Linked DNA regions of Mus musculus: region 2 is linked to region 1. The links are chromatin contacts, called in public HiChIP or PLAC-seq maps. All regions are on one chromosome and are shown on one strand. Each heading gives the region's core, a stretch centred on a gene start, on an enhancer-like site or on the middle of the called end of the contact. The rest is flanking DNA. Distances are from core to core; before and after follow the strand shown. Region 1 holds the start of Tpbg (trophoblast glycoprotein). Region 2 overlaps Ube2cbp (ubiquitin-conjugating enzyme E2C binding protein).

Evidence for each region. HiChIP or PLAC-seq counts read pairs in DNA pulled down with a chosen protein or histone mark.
Region 2: an H3K27ac HiChIP or PLAC-seq map of acute myeloid leukemia shows a contact between it and region 1, with 3 times the contacts expected there. The contact joins the enhancer-like site here to the promoter of Tpbg in region 1. A contact is called at or near these places in 6 of 39 promoter capture datasets (the 3T3-L1 cell line, cranial neural crest, frontonasal cranial neural crest and 3 more), 1 of 484 Hi-C or Micro-C datasets (nephron progenitors), 13 of 115 datasets of contacts at active chromatin or transcription factors (acute myeloid leukemia, astrocytes, a colorectal cancer cell line and 10 more) and 3 of 9 other capture datasets (adipose tissue, embryonic stem cells and liver).

The regions. Positions count from the first base shown.
Region 1 is chr9:85,841,130-85,844,921 of GRCm38.p6, forward strand. It overlaps Tpbg (trophoblast glycoprotein), which reads left to right and starts at 1,723. Exons shown (of 2, transcript NM_001164792.1): 1 at 1,723-1,826; 2 at 2,522-3,792. The coding sequence starts at 2,851. It overlaps LOC115487186 (a long non-coding RNA gene), which reads right to left and starts at 2,551. Exons shown (of 2, transcript XR_003948199.1): 1 at 2,469-2,551; 2 at 213-2,086.
Region 2 is chr9:86,371,421-86,375,190 of GRCm38.p6, forward strand. It overlaps Ube2cbp (ubiquitin-conjugating enzyme E2C binding protein), which reads right to left. Exons shown (of 10, transcript NM_027394.2): 9 at 921-1,059. Among named protein-coding and RNA genes, the nearest start is that of Ube2cbp, 92 kb to the right of the region's middle. Within about 2 kb of position 1,926, at least 28 of the 459 cell types and tissues checked have an H3K27ac peak or open chromatin away from gene starts, as enhancers often do. A contact at or near this core is called in acute myeloid leukemia, where this site is marked.

The sequences.
Region 1 (3,792 bases), core at 473-2,972:
GTTTGCTTGCTTGTTTGGCAAGCTGAACAGGAAGGATTCAGGACGATCGTCCCAATGCTACAGTGTATCTTGCCTCTGAGGTATATGTTGAGATGAGATGAGAATACTTTTTTTTTTTTTTTTTTTTTTTTAATGCTAAAAAGCTAGGTCACAAGAGCACTTGCTCTTTTGACAGAACCATTTAAGACCACACCAGAAGATCAGAAAAATTCTTCCCGTGCCATTTACTTTACTACAAACGTAGGCAGTAAAATTGCCCTTTTCGGCGTACAGTCTTACGAGTTTTAGCACGTGTATGGGTTTACATAACCATCGTCATGATTGCCATACATATGACTTCAGCTTCTGAGTCGGTTTTTTTTTCCCCTCAAAGCTTTTCACATTTATACTGCAAAACACTTTTAAAAATAAGAGAAAGGGATTTAGATAAATGTGCTGAAGATGCAAATTAATGAAACTGTCTTTTTGCACAAATCTCTGCAGTCTCCAGGCTCTGCAGCTTTTTTTCCTGGGCCATTTTGGCTGGTGTTTCTGTGGACTATCTTTCCACAGAAAGAAACAGCCATAGACTCAGAATTGGACCGCCACAGTCATGATGCATGTTGTGGGGAACAATCCCCGGCTTCCTTAACTTGATACTTTTATTATACTGGGTCTTCTTTTTCCCAGCCTTATCTCTCCTATCGTTTCTCTCTCTAAAATGAAATAGTCTGTAATCACCCACACCTTTTAACTTGGGGAAAATTTGACTGAGGAAAAGCAGATAAGACTTTTTGAGAGAGCAATGAGAGGGCGTTCGGGACTCCAACTCTCTCCAGACTTAATGACATTGGTCCTATAAGCATTCCAGTCGTTTCCCTAATCCATCATCCGGCGCCTGCCAGCGCCCCCTGGGAGACAGACTTTGGGACAAACTTCTTTCCCAGGTCAGCCCGCCCACCTCCCGCCGCGAGCGCTCCCTGCGTAAGTGACTTGTGCTGACACAACGCACCGCATCTGGTGTAGGGAGCTTTCCGGGTGACTCACGTCTTTGCAATTTGCTTTTGTTTCTGGGGTGTTTTAGCTGCAATTTTCTTCCCTCTGGTTTTAATTTTGAGAGGAGGGGGGAAAAAACCACCCATAATGAATCAAGAATGAGTGTCCTTTCCAGTAACCCTCCCCCACTTTAAAGTTGACTGTCTTTACAAGTTTGATAACTACCCTAGACGTGCGGGGGCGGCACAGGTAGGAAGGCATTAACTAACTACCTCATAAACTGAAGTTGCCAGCCAAACCGAGCCACGAGAGAGGAGACTTTCTGAATCTCCCTCACAACCCAGGCGTTTGCCGCGGCGGATGTAACCTGTGCAGCTCCTTCTTCTACTGCTGCTTTGCTCACGCTTAAATCCCTCTCCTCACTGCCAGCGGTGCCAGAAGCAGCGTGAATTCCAAGAGGTCCACCAGCGGTTTTGTTTCTGTCCGAGGTAAATACGCTATGCAAAATACGGAACCACCAAAGGATGCCGGGGAGGGGGAACAGAAGGGGAATCCCTCACCTTCTCGGGATGCGTTGCTCATTTATCTCCGCCTAGGGGAGTCGCCCAGCCTAGGTTGCCCCTCGTATCCCTCCCTGAAGCCCCTACCTGGGGCAGCAGAGGTGGCCAGCGCGGCGGCGATCTCTCCTGCAGCCCTGGCCCTCCCCCGCCCCCCGGCTTGGTTTTTCCCAGCCGTGGAGGTTGGGCCAGGGGCTGGGGTTGAGAGGAGAGTCGGCGCCCGCAGCAGGAGCTGGGAAGGCGCGTGGACTCGGGTGGCCCTCGGAGTTGGCTTTGCAGGCGCGGGGTGCGGAGGTGAGCAGTGGGGACCGAGCGGCCAGGTTTGGAGCCTGGAGGCGGGACCAGGGTTCCTTTCTATACTAGGGCGTGAAGAGAGCCGGGGGGGGGGGGGTCCTGGCTGCCACACCGCCCACGGTCCCACGGCCGCTTTGTTGGCGGGTTCCCTCCGTTTTTCTGGAGATGTCTGGATCCTCTCGGGATCGGGGAGCTGGGTGGCCAGGAACTGGGGAGTCGAGAGTAGGCGACAGCTGTACGGCTCTGCTCCCCTTTTCACACTAATCCAAGGAGGTACCAAAAAAAAAAAAAAGCTCTTAAGAGTCCCGTAACCCGAAACTTCGCTCTCATCCCAAGGTGGGAGGGGGAGGAGCGGCGGGGGCGGGGACCCCGGAAGGCAGGTGGTCGGCCGGGGCGGTAGGAGCTGGGATCCGGAAAAAGGAGAAGTTTGCTCGCTGGACACCGCGGGGTCTGCGTGAAGTTCTAGGCGGGAGGAGGGCAATCCGGGCAGGAGCCAGGCGGGAGGTGGCCCGGGTCCTGATGGTGTGGGCCCGGAAGAGGTAGGCTTAGCGCCTGGGAGTGGGGACCGCGTCCCACTAGGGAGGAAGGACGCACACAGAAGCTTGGGCCGGGTTGCTAGTGTGGGGACTACTTGGTTCGTACTCGGGGAGCTGCGGCCGTCACTCCTCCTCACGCTTCTCTCCCGCTTGTCCCAGGTCGCTCATCCGATCCTGCCCTGAGAGAGGCGCCAACAAAGGAGTTGAGGAGGTGCCACCCACCCCAGCTGCGGCGGGAGGAGGAGCGCCAAGGCCCGTGTCCCGACCCGCCGTGCGTACTCACTGGAGGGAAGGGCGGGGTGCCGCTCCGGGAGGGGGACGCCCGGTGGCTCGGGGTTAGCCAAGTTCCAGCTTTTGGCGTCCCCTCCTCTGCTCCCACGCGAGGAAAGTTTGCCGTCGACGCTTGCGGCCGGCTCGCGCCCGCCGGGCCCAGGCGGTCGAGTCTTCGGAGCGGGCGCTGTCCCAGCTCCGGGGAACCGCGAGCCGCGATGCCTGGGGCGGGCTCCCGGGGCCCCTCCGCCGGGGACGGACGGCTGAGGTTGGCAAGGCTGGCGCTAGTGCTGCTGGGTTGGGTCTCCGCGTCGGCCCCCAGCTCTTCGGTACCCTCGTCTTCCACCTCCCCGGCAGCCTTCCTGGCCTCGGGGTCTGCGCAGCCTCCGCCAGCCGAGAGATGCCCCGCGGCGTGCGAGTGCTCCGAGGCGGCGCGCACGGTTAAGTGCGTGAACCGCAACCTGCTGGAGGTGCCGGCGGATCTACCGCCTTACGTGCGCAACCTTTTCCTTACCGGCAACCAGATGACCGTGCTCCCGGCGGGCGCCTTCGCCCGCCAGCCGCCGCTCGCCGACCTGGAGGCGCTCAACCTCAGCGGCAACCACCTGAAGGAAGTGTGTGCAGGTGCCTTCGAGCATCTGCCGGGTCTGCGCCGGCTTGACCTCAGCCACAACCCTCTCACCAACCTCAGCGCCTTCGCCTTTGCGGGCAGCAACGCCAGCGTCTCGGCCCCCAGCCCCCTGGAGGAGCTGATCCTGAATCACATCGTGCCCCCTGAGGATCAGAGGCAGAACGGGAGCTTCGAGGGTATGGTGGCCTTCGAAGGCATGGTGGCAGCAGCTCTGCGCTCAGGCCTTGCACTCCGAGGTCTTACACGCCTGGAGCTAGCCAGCAATCACTTTCTTTTCCTGCCTCGGGACTTACTAGCCCAACTGCCGAGTCTCAGATACCTGGACCTCAGGAACAATTCCCTGGTGAGCCTGACCTACGCATCCTTCCGCAACCTGACACACCTCGAAAGCCTCCACTTGGAGGACAATGCCCTCAAGGTCCTTCACAACTCCACCTTGGCTGAGTGGCACGGCCTGGCTCATGTCAAGGTGTTCCTGGACAACAATCCCTGGGTTTGCGACTGCTACATGGCTGACATGGTGGCTTGG
Region 2 (3,770 bases), core at 676-3,175, 530 kb after region 1:
GACAGAGAAACACTAAGTCACACTTTCTGCTCTTGGCACTGTCCTAGAATATATCAGCAACCCTTCCCAGGAACTGCCCACTCTACCTGCACTCACTTCCTGGCAGTGCGTGCCTCTCCCACCAGTGTCTGAGATCTTATGAATATTATTCTACTCTTGTAAGCCAGAGAGATGCACTCAGTTTTATTCAGTAGCTTTAGGGTCACAGCACAAGCCACTACTTAACTCTCATCCTTAGTTTCCATTTGCCACCTCATGTGACAATTTATTGGCTGCTAAGGAAGACTTATACTCCTGTCATCCAGTCTACATGAGCAGCAGGGAACTATACAAATAAATACCCAGGGCGGGGAGAAGGGCTGAGGGGGGGCTGAGGAGAGAGAATGGTCCTGAGAACATGGATTCTCCAGCCCTAGTAAACGCCCAGTCAGCATCTGCCTTCAAGCCACTGAAAATGACCCAACGGCTTTGCTCTAGAGCAGTGGTTCTCAGCCATTAGGTCATGGGGGTTGCATACATATATCCTGAATTGATATATTCATGACAATTCACAACAGTAGCAAAATTACAGTTATGAAGTAGCAGTGAAATTATTCTATGTTTGGGGGGTGCTCTATAGCATGAGGAGCTGTTTAAAAGCTGTTGTCACAGTGTTAGGAAGGCTGAGAACCTCTTGGCCAGATCTTCTTGCCACTTCTCTTGAGGAAAAGAAGACAGAGGTTAGGGCAAGACCTGGAGATGGAGCTGTGGGTCTGCCCGTGCTAGATAATGCCTGACTTCTGAGGCTTCACGTGGTCCCTCACTGAAGAGAGCATTGTGCTCCTGACTATCATTGTCATTTGAAACTTGCTCGCCATGGACTCTCTCCTGTGAATGACAAGATCTTTGAAAAACCTCTTCATTAAGGAGCTGTTTCTTACCTGGAAGGAATTCATTTGGCGAAGGGACAGAGGCAGGGAGGCATTGTTCCTGGATAGTATTAGCAGCAGCTCCAAACAGGTTGCAGAGGGCAGGGTTAAAGGGTGGACGCTGATGTCACCTTCCCAGGAGCTAGCAAGCCTGAAACACACAGATATGTTAACTTTCATAAATGCCTGGTCGGAATTATTTTAAAAACATGACATGGAGGAGAACTACATCGTGTGCGCGTGTTTATATACTGTCCTCATTATGTGAGAAGAATATATCAAAGGTAAAGATATAAACAAGGTATGGCTTGGTGGGTAAAGGAGCTTTTTGCCACGTCTGAGGACTTGAGTCTGATCCCCAGGACCCTCATGGGGAAAAGACAAAACTGAGTCTGGTGACCTTCAGTGTGTGCTTTGGCATGGGTACATACATACATACACACACACACACACACGTTCACATGCACAAAAAAAAAAAAAAACCCACAGAATAAGTTTTTTATATTCACAAGGTAAAGGTCCAAACCACTTTTATGCTGTTGCTGGCATAAAGCAGACAGAGCACTCATTTTTCAGGTAGTTACTTCATATTCAAATTACAGGAGTCATAGGATGTCCAGGCTGATGGGTGAGACCATCTGGGAGGGGTGGAGGAAGTGATGGCTAACACATTCGCTGTCTCCCATGTTGCACGGGCTCTGTTCACACAGAATGTCTTGATGACCCTTCAGCCACCTAAGCAAGAGCCGTCACTTTCATTTTATAGATGTGGAACCAATCTGCGTGTAGAGGGACTTAGGAAATGTCTGGGTCAGTGACTTTCAGACTTTTAAAGTGTTGGGATCCTTTTGTTCAAAAGTCTTGCGACAGGCCAACTGCCACACAAATAAAAGCCAAGATGCCGTTTGAAGAGGCTGAACTGGCAGGATGTTGCCCTTCATCCTTCAGAGGGGCCCTTGAAGCGGCTTTGTGGGATCTGTGGAGCCCAGTTGAAAAGTCTTTCATGTGACAGAGCAGGAAACTGAGCACCGGGCACTAGACACAGAAAGAGGCCCTGTCTGAGAGGAGGCAGACGTGGAGACAGTGGTAAGGCCGTGTCTAGAATCCTGACTTTCAAGTTCTCCAATTAAGGAGAAACCCCAGGGGACAAGGCTGAGAGGTGATACACGAACAGTACAGCTTTTGCTTCTGTCTCCTTGAGGATTTCCTGTGTGATGCCCACTAGAGCATCTCACCACCATTCTTCTAAAGAGAACAGACATACGAAACACACAGCATGCATACATTTACTTTATACATATATGTATTCTTTTGCCATTTCTATGAACTCAAGCTCTAAAAATCTAACTGTATACAGATCTGTGGTAACTGCCGTTTGAGGAGCATTGGTGGTTGAGTGCATAAGGGGACACGGACATTGTGCAGCTCAGTAGTACTTAGTTCCAGCACCAAGCAGATGATGTATTCTGCTGATCAGTTTCTGATGTGTGTGGCAGAGCAAACTCTGCCTACTGGAGGGACTAGAACAGGCGGCACCCACTTTCCTATATAAGACTGGACTTAGCACGGAAGTGTTTGAATGAATTCTGTGCTGTGGAGATTATTATTTTACATGGGTTGCTTCTGTTCTTCTTTCTGCTTTTACGCATTATATTACATTCTCAACATTTCTCTGAATTAGAGATGATGACAACGCTATCTTTTCTAAAAGTAAAACATCAATTCAGCCCAGTGGCTCAGGCTCACTCCCACCTCTCTCTTTATACCCTCCCCCAAGCCACAGAGCTAAACTTCCGGTCCTGTATAGCACTGAACTATGTACTCTGACCAGAGAGGCAGCTTCTGGGTCTAGAAAGCCCGTATTCCTTCTAGGACTTGAACTTCTCCTAAAAGATGCAGACAGTACCATCTCTCTGGAGAGACCCTGTTTGCTGTTATTTAATAGCACGTGCATATCAACTACCGCACTTACTGCACCGCCATGCCAGTACCCTTACTGGGAATGTCTTCCCATCTCACCCCCTCCAGGCTTAGGATTAGACCTGAATGCATTCCTCTTGCTTTGCAGTCTTATTTGGAAATAAAGATTAGACACTTGCCTCAAAGCTGCTGATTTTACAGACACCCTCAGTTTTGCTTTTCAGTTCTAGGGATCAAACCCAGGGCCTGTGCGTACTTAGCAAGCACTGTACCAGAGCACTACATCCTTAGTCCCACATTCAGTATTATTTGCCTTTGAAGGTATACTAGAAATGTTCTCCCCTTACAATATGTTTAGAAACCAATTTAAGCACCCAGAAGTCACACTTTGAACCTCACCAACCACAATAGGGCTCACTGAAGCTATCTGCATTCTGAAAATTAATGTATACTAAAAATATTTGCTTCAAACTTGCATCTTCTTAAAAGCCACAGGATACTTCCTTAGATTGTGACTGTCCCTTGGAGCTCTCCAGTGAGCTAACGCCTAACCCAGGCTGGTCATGAGCCTTCGGGAAGGGCATCTTGACTTAAGTGAGCACGGCGATTGGCCGAGTCCTGCTGCACTCTGAGGAAGAGCACATTCAAGGCAGGACTGCTGGCTCACCATTTTCCAGTCCCTCCTTGGCAGTAATAGTTTTGCAAGTAGAAGAGAAAACAATAAATATACAAATAAATATTTAAAGAGTTATCTGGGTTTATTATGGTTGTAAGCTCTTCTCTACGATGTGTGCTTAAAATTTATAAGTCTAGATCTTAAGTTTCTTCCATCATTTCTCCTGGGCCTGACACATCCAGACAGCAGGCTTGCTGACTGTATGTTTTGTCTCATTACCTAGAGGAGCCCTGATTGGCAGGCACTGTTTATTTCAGCAGTCAGAA